Linked DNA regions of Mus musculus: region 1 is linked to region 2. The links are chromatin contacts, called in public Hi-C maps. All regions are on one chromosome and are shown on one strand. Each heading gives the region's core, a stretch centred on a gene start, on an enhancer-like site or on the middle of the called end of the contact. The rest is flanking DNA. Distances are from core to core; before and after follow the strand shown. Region 1 overlaps Atrnl1 (attractin like 1). Region 2 overlaps Atrnl1 (attractin like 1).

What was found. Hi-C and Micro-C count contacts between places; a contact is called where the count stands out from the background.
Region 1: a contact with region 2 is called in a Hi-C map of Th1 cells, with 1.7 times the contacts expected there. The contact joins two enhancer-like sites. A contact is called at or near these places in 4 of 484 Hi-C or Micro-C datasets (Th1 cells, cortical neurons, embryonic fibroblasts and 1 more).

What each region holds. Positions count from the first base shown.
Region 1 is chr19:57,969,508-57,973,169 of GRCm38.p6, reverse strand. The region is part of intron 27 of Atrnl1 (attractin like 1); the gene reads right to left. Among named protein-coding and RNA genes, the nearest start is that of Gm52385, 45 kb to the right of the region's middle. Within about 2 kb of position 1,984, at least 21 of the 459 cell types and tissues checked have an H3K27ac peak or open chromatin away from gene starts, as enhancers often do. A contact at or near this core is called in Th1 cells, where this site is marked.
Region 2 is chr19:57,800,943-57,804,785 of GRCm38.p6, reverse strand. The region is part of intron 26 of Atrnl1 (attractin like 1); the gene reads right to left. Among named protein-coding and RNA genes, the nearest start is that of Gm52385, 120 kb to the left of the region's middle. Within about 2 kb of position 1,790, at least 18 of the 459 cell types and tissues checked have an H3K27ac peak or open chromatin away from gene starts, as enhancers often do. A contact at or near this core is called in Th1 cells, where this site is marked.

The DNA.
Region 1 (3,662 bases), core at 735-3,234, 170 kb before region 2:
AGGTTGGTGTCCAACTTACTCTGTAGACCAGGTTGGCGTAGAACTTGACACACTCCTTCTTCCTTTGTTCCCAAGTAATGGTATTACAGATATGCGTCACTGTATCTGGGTTGAAGTTATCTTTCATTAAACAAAAGTATAAGATTACATAGCAATTGGGCATTATTCTGAATTCATGCGTCCATGTCCCCTGTAAAGCCATATGTCATTTGGGCACTGACATGTGATATCTCCCTGCACATCAGGGGGAGCAATCAATGCTTTACATCTCAGGCAAAGGTCTCCTTTACAGAGAAACTGATTTCGGTGCTGAATTTACGGGCAATTCTTGACCCATCTCAGTTATTTTCAAGATATATTATCTGGTGCTTATAGTTATGATTAACTTGGTAGTTGACTAAACTACAGTTGAATTGGATGTTTCAGCAGGAATGACATACCCTAGCATATTTCAGTTCCTTCCATAAAGCCACTTGGAGTTGTTTCTTTCTATCTCAACACTTTGCTTTAGGCAAATTATTGCATGGATTCCTTCAGATTTCCCATATCATTTGAAGAACATGGTGTATGCTTGTCTTTTAAATTTCAAACATTATAACTTTTCATATTGTGTTACAGGGCGTGCGTTTATTTTCTTAGATTGGACTATAACTGGAAGGTTATAAAACCTTAAAAAAGATCCAATTCAAAGGAATAAGCAACATCATAAAAAGGTAGTTACTGGGTAAACATTTCTTATTGAGGAGAAAATATTGTTTCCTCAAGTCAAAATAATCTATTTGTAATAGAAGACTCTGTGTACAACAAATTGTGTTTAAGAAACGGATGATATTTTATTTAGGGGTTTTCTGTGAAAACAATAAAAGAATAATACAAGTGTAAGAAAATCCAGCCAAGTGTCAAAAAGCTGATTCAACATTTTAAAAACTAAACTATTAGATTCACGTGCCAGCTAGCTAAGGCTGTGTGACTGCGGAGGAGGTGCTGGGAAGCAAAGATGTCCCGAGTATACACGCGGAGCTGAACTGGACATAATGCCCTTATTCCAGGCATGGCTTTAAAAATGGGAGTTCGCAATGGTCAAACAGGGCTGATCATTTATTCTAAACTATAATATTAAAAACTAAAATATCCAATCATTCAAAAACCTTAAGGCTATTCATTTCTCAGCGGAAGCTCAATGACCACCAGTCTACAACACTCCACAACAGTCACAAGTCACCATTTCTACTGAAGCCTTTGTGATGGATGATTGCAGTTCCTCCAAACATCACCGAGTAAAAGACTAGAAAGAGGTGTCAATGATCGGTGATGAGAGAGGAGGAAGGGAGAGGGAGGGCACACATGAACTGTGAAGAATTCTTCCATTTGTGGAGGGGTTATTGCTCTACTAATTACAGTGACCACTTCAACAGAAGATGAAGACAACAGCAGCTTCCTGTCTGGCTGCACTGAGGCTGAAATATATGCTGGGAAGGGATTCAGCCCTGTCTTACACAGAAACACATTCAACCTCGAAATGTCAATGCTCTTCTACCCAAAGATGATTTCTACAGTTTAGGTAGCCAAGAACTGAGAGCTTTACTTTCCCTATCACTTGGACCTTTAAAGGAAGCTGCTTTTAGCATCTTGCACTTAATAACTTCTAGCCTTCATCGCACCACTAAACAGGCTGTGCACAGCTGCCTGTTACCCTCCAACCCCATCTAACTGCAAGCCTGGGACTTATCCAATACTTGGTGATTCCAGGCTGATGTTGGCTTGAGGTGTGAAGTCTGAGGACTCTTAAGGTAGGGACAGGAAATTGGGAATAAGGTTTTGTACAATAGGTGTAAGGTGAGGATACTGGATCTGAATCTAAAACAATACACTGGAAATCTAGGAATCCAACAAATAGTGGGGATGGCCCAGTGACTAAGAGTGCCTGTTGCTCATTCAGAGGGCTGGAGTTCAGTTGCCAACACCTACACCCACTGCTCACCACCACCTTACTCCCCGCTCCAGGAGATCCAGCGCCCACTTCTTGACTCTGCAAGCACTACAATTACTTACACCTGTGCGCACACAGACATATATATATACTTAAAAGCAGAAAAACTAGTCTTAAAAGAGTCCTATCCATCCACATAACGAGTCAGATACATGTAGACAGAGAACTTAGTGATTTTTAAAGCACTCACCTACCTTTGAAAAATTTAAATATAAATTAAAATGTTTAGGTGATCTTCAAGGAAACATTTCCCTTACTCAAATCTAGAGCTCACCACCAACACCAACGTCATAAGGAAAATGAGGGTGGACCTCGCAGCAGCAGAAGGTTCCCCGAAGCTTGGAGATGATACTTTCCAATTTAAGTGTTGTTTTTGTTTCTTTTTTAGTGTGTTTTGTGATACTGGGAACTAGGACGCCACAACGCTGCGCAGCTATTAATAGATTTGTAACAGGAAGCGGCACATTTATGTTCTCTCATATGTTACAAGGCCAGTCCTGAATAAAACTAGTCCTGGCTGGCGTATATCCTATCTTTCTATAATGAGAGAGAATAAAATAAACTTAGGCAAAATAGAGGATTGGTTGTTTTGGGCACATCCTGCCCCCTTTCGGTAGTATTGGGTTCAACCCCCCAAACAGCCCCTCCCCCAGAGCTCCATCATTGGCCTGGTTCTTACTCCCTCATTCTGCTTTCCCAGTTTCTCATCTTTCCAAAGCGGTTTCCCTGCGTTGTTACAAGTAGACAGAACATGCCTGGCACTGGGAGATCTTAGCTCCTCTGGACATGTCAAATTTAAAGGTAACAATGAATAAACTCAACGAGGAAATCGATTGCTAATGGTAGACATTCCCAGACAGTTAAGGTAGTGGAATGTTCTCCACATTCCCTACTGTACAGGCCTGGCCAGCTTACACTTAATGCTTAAGCTAAAGGACACTTTAAAAAAAATCAGTTTTCTTGTTTCTTACCTTAATTTCATTTTCCACAGGAAAGGAAAGCCCCTCTAATGCATTTTGCCCATTTTCTTAATAAAACAGTGACAAGAAAATGTCTCCCCGATCAAATGCCAATTTAAAACGCCAACTGACGTTGGTTCTTTTCACCTTCGTCACTAGTCACAATTTCCAAGACAATTTCCCGTTATGCTCTTTTACGCCACCCCCAAACCTCTCCTCTTTTTGGCATAATGAATCTTGGTGCAGATGAATCATGCAGGTCTGATTTAGCCTGCAAAAATGTCAGTCAAAGCAAGCAGGGCGCATGCTCAAAGCCTCCATGAATCACAGGTTTAGTTTTTGCCAAATGAAAGGCAATTTCACTTGAAAAAAAAAATCTGGGGAGATATGGCTTTTAGCTTACAGGGAAAATGTTCTAAAAATGTCTAGAGAAGGGACACACACAAACAGAGGAAATTTTTTTTTTTAAAAAAAGCATTTATAGCACATTTCTTTCAATTAAAATATTTCCTCCCTTAACTTCATCAAACCCGTAGTAAAAATTAGACTAATGAACTGCTGATGCAGTTAGACTATTGGTTAGATATTTAATGAACCCCAAGTCAGCTAGACTTTGTTAGGAAGAATTTGGTAACTAGATGTCAAATAGTGAGGGATATGATAATGTCTTCTAACTTCCACTTAAGCACCAGACACAGTATAAAAATATTATT
Region 2 (3,843 bases), core at 541-3,040:
CTACAGTTGATGATGTCATATAGCCCACTGCTGGGAAGATGGTAGTTCTGATGTAGATGTCACTGGATCCATGAATGTAAGCACCAGTGTCCTGGTCAGTGACATACATGAAAACAAAAACAAAAAACAAAAAAAAAAAAAAAAAAAACCTTCGACCTTCGGCTCATTCGTGAAAACCTACATTATGAAGTTGAAAGTATTTTGGAAGTAGTTTAATTTGTTTCTACTTTCTTTTCTTTGTGTAAACATGAAATTCATATGAGTGAGTTAATCACTACCTAATCCTATGAAAGGCCTTTCAATAAATATAAAATAAATGTTCTCAGTGGCAAGGGAGCACTGTGGCTCTTGGTGGCAAGGGAGCACTGTGATTCTCAGTGGTAATGGAGCACTGTGATTATTGTGGTAAGGGAGCACTGTGGTTCTCAGTGGTAAGGCAGCACTGTGGATCTTGGTGACAAGGGAGCACTGTGATTCTCAGTGGTAAGGGAGCACTGTGATTATTGGTGGTAAGGGAGCACTATGGTTCTCAGTGGTAGGGGAGCACTGTGATTCTCAGTGGTAAGGCAGCACTGTGGATCTTGGTGGCAAGGAAGCACTGTGATTCTCAGTGGTAAGGGAGCACTGTGATTATTGGTGGTAAGGGAGCACTGTGATTATTGGTGGTAAGGGAGCACTGTGGTTCTCAGTCGTAAGGGAGCACTGTGGCTCTCGGTGGTAAGGGAGCACTATGGTTCTCAGTGGTAAGGGAGCACTGTGGTTCTCAGTGGTAAGGCAGCACTGTGTTTCTCAGTGGTAAGGGAGCACTGTGGTTCTCAGTGGCAAGGGAGCACTGTGCTGGAACTGAGCAAGCCCTTTCTTCCTAAAAGCTTGACCAAATAAGGATTGATCGTGTCTTCATTTGCCATAACCCACAGCGTATTCCCACTATGACAAGCAGATGTTCAGGGTACATAATAAATGGTCAATTACAGAATCAAACCTGCTTTCATTTAGGTTCTCTTTGGAATTCTGTATATACTTAATTGAGCTTAGATTCTGGAATCTGACAGACTTAATTTTGAGTTATAGCTTCTCCAGTTACTATGTGCTAGCAATCCCGACTAGAATCCACAAGTAGGAGGAAGGAAACTATATGTCTCTTTGGCCAAGATAAATACTAATTTGGCAAAACGCCTTAGCCTTAAATTTCAGGCTCTTCATTCTTGGCTTTAATGTAAGTATTTGTTTATATATCATTAGAAAATCATGGTCAGCCGTCTTCAACACCCACCCTGTACCCAGAGTTAATTCTAGTGGCACCCGTTTCCACGCACATAGACATCCCAATAAGCACACGTTATGAGAAAGAGCATGCTGTGTATGCCCCAGACAATGACTGCTTTAAAATGCACACGTGTCTGAGGCTAAGATTTGGCCTGACTGATTGGCCTCTGCATTTCCTGAACAAGAGACCTAGAACGAAACTCCAGGAAGTTACAGGAAGAAAGAACGGTATGATTAACACATCTGTACTTCATTCTGCTGTCAGCCACACATCTCATAGTGAGAAGGCGGAATTTACTTCCGGAATCTTTTTAAAGAATATAAATCTTTTTCATATAAAAAGGTCCTCTATAAATATCTTTGAATGAGTTTACTTTGAAGTACTAGGCAGTTATATATCTGAAGAGCATATTATGTAAAATGTAACTACTAGATTACAGCGTTTGTCTGCTAACTGGAAGGGTAATGTGCAGAGCTGACATGTGGTGTTTGCCACCCATGCACACCACTCCCTCACTTTAAGAGCAAATCAAGGCCTCTCTCTAGCGTGGTTTCCTCTCACTCAAAGCCCAGACGTCAGAGGAAGAGTCTCTTCTCTGTGCGTCAGACTGAACATCTGAATCAAGAATGGGGGCTGACACATTGAGCAGACAACGCCCAGGGGACCACGGTAGTGACCACCTTCCCAGAATATCCCAGATAGAGCTGAGCATGGGGTCCTTTCATCAGGAGGAAATTCATGTCTGATTCTGTCAGCTAGCCAAGAGCTTGTAGCAGGAAAGGTCACAGACTCTAGAAGAGAATCTACTGCGGCCATGCTCCTAAATAAACAGAACCTCCTCCTATATTCTAAATACTATCCTCGTGTCCACAGAAAGTGTAATATTAAGTCCCCATCACAGAAACTATTTTTGCAGAACTCAGAGGCTACTACAGAAATCCACAATGGTCAAAATCCAAAGAAGGAACCATCGGATGCTCAACCTAACTAAGCTACAGCTCCAGCTCAGAACCACTGAGGAAGAGTAAGCAGGCTTCGAAGAGCCGGAGGACGGGGATGACTGCTGCAAAGCAGCTTCCTCTAGACACGACAGTGTGCTGGGCCTGTGAACTCTCAACCATATGGCCGCGTTCGAGAGAACACTCCAGGAAACATGCCAAAATGGATGGCTGAAAATGCTTCAAGGCCACGCCCTCAAAGAAGGGCTCAGGGCAGTCAATGGCTGCTGAAGAAGGAAGCTTTCTATAGGAAAGGCCCTGGATAGATTTCCCAGTCCTAAGCACATCTACAGACAGGAACATAGACAGAATTCAGTGGGTTGTGCATGTCCAGGCATGTGTGTAAATACATGTGTGTATATATACATGTGTATACATACATGTGTGTGCATGCATGTAACACAGGAGGAGCTGCAGAGGACAGGGGAGGGCGGTAGAAAGGACTTGTATACAGTGTACTCATGTATGAAACTCTCAATTACAATTAAGGCTTTTATCTTTCAGATAACACATAAAATTGGGGTGGGGGATAAGAACTTAAGCATGTATAGCTAATATATTTGAGTGCAGATGCTTTTTTGAATATATAAAATGGAAGGTATTTTGGTCAATCCCATAATATTTACTTAGAGAAAGTCACTATCCCTGGCCATTTCTTAATCAATCTAAGTAATTGGACCTAAATATGATGGCAATGCCAATATTTTTAAAAAACTATAATTTCAGGATATGTTTTCTATATTTCATATTTTTTGAAGACCATTGCAAACCTTTCCATATTAATTCTACATACAATTAACTAACACTTCACACTGATTTCAATTAATCATCTCATTTCCAAAAACAAAAAATTTCATAGATCATGCCTCACCCCCATGGTTAACACAATAGATAGGGGCTCCCTAAATACTGTGTGTTCATGTGTAATGCATTGAATGTGTTTTAAAGACAGCTGGTTCAAAATATATAGCTCTTGTCCTTCTTTTCTTATTTATAGTTTTCAATCAGTCTGTGATACAGCAAGAAAAATAAACTGCAAACTCCCAGGACCTTTTTTTGTTAATCAAGTGTATGATTATAAGAAAAATTTAAAAATCTTGATAAGTCTAGTTATTATGATCACTTTGAAAATTTCAAACTTGGGGCTGGATAGCTCAGCAATTAAGAAAGCTTGCTTTTCATTTTAGACCTGGATTCAATCCCAAGGACCCACAGGGCAGCTCACAACCATCTGTAACTCCAGTTCCAGAGTGTCAGACACCCTCTTGTAGACCTCAAACAACAGGCATTCATGTGGTATACAGACATACATGCAGGCTTAACCCATACACATTTTTTTAAAATCTCAAACTGCAATATTAATATGAAGACATTCAAACCAGCAACTTGTCAAGTCATTTTAGCACACATCTGTTATAAACAAATATTTGAATGTGATGTCTTGAAACAATGGAATGTACCCTGGAAGCTGCATGTTCTCATGTACCTGTGTAAAACGGGCAAGGAACGACAATGCACTCAGCCTTCCAATGAACCAATATCCAGTATTTTTTCATTCCTTCTCATAGGCCCAAAGAA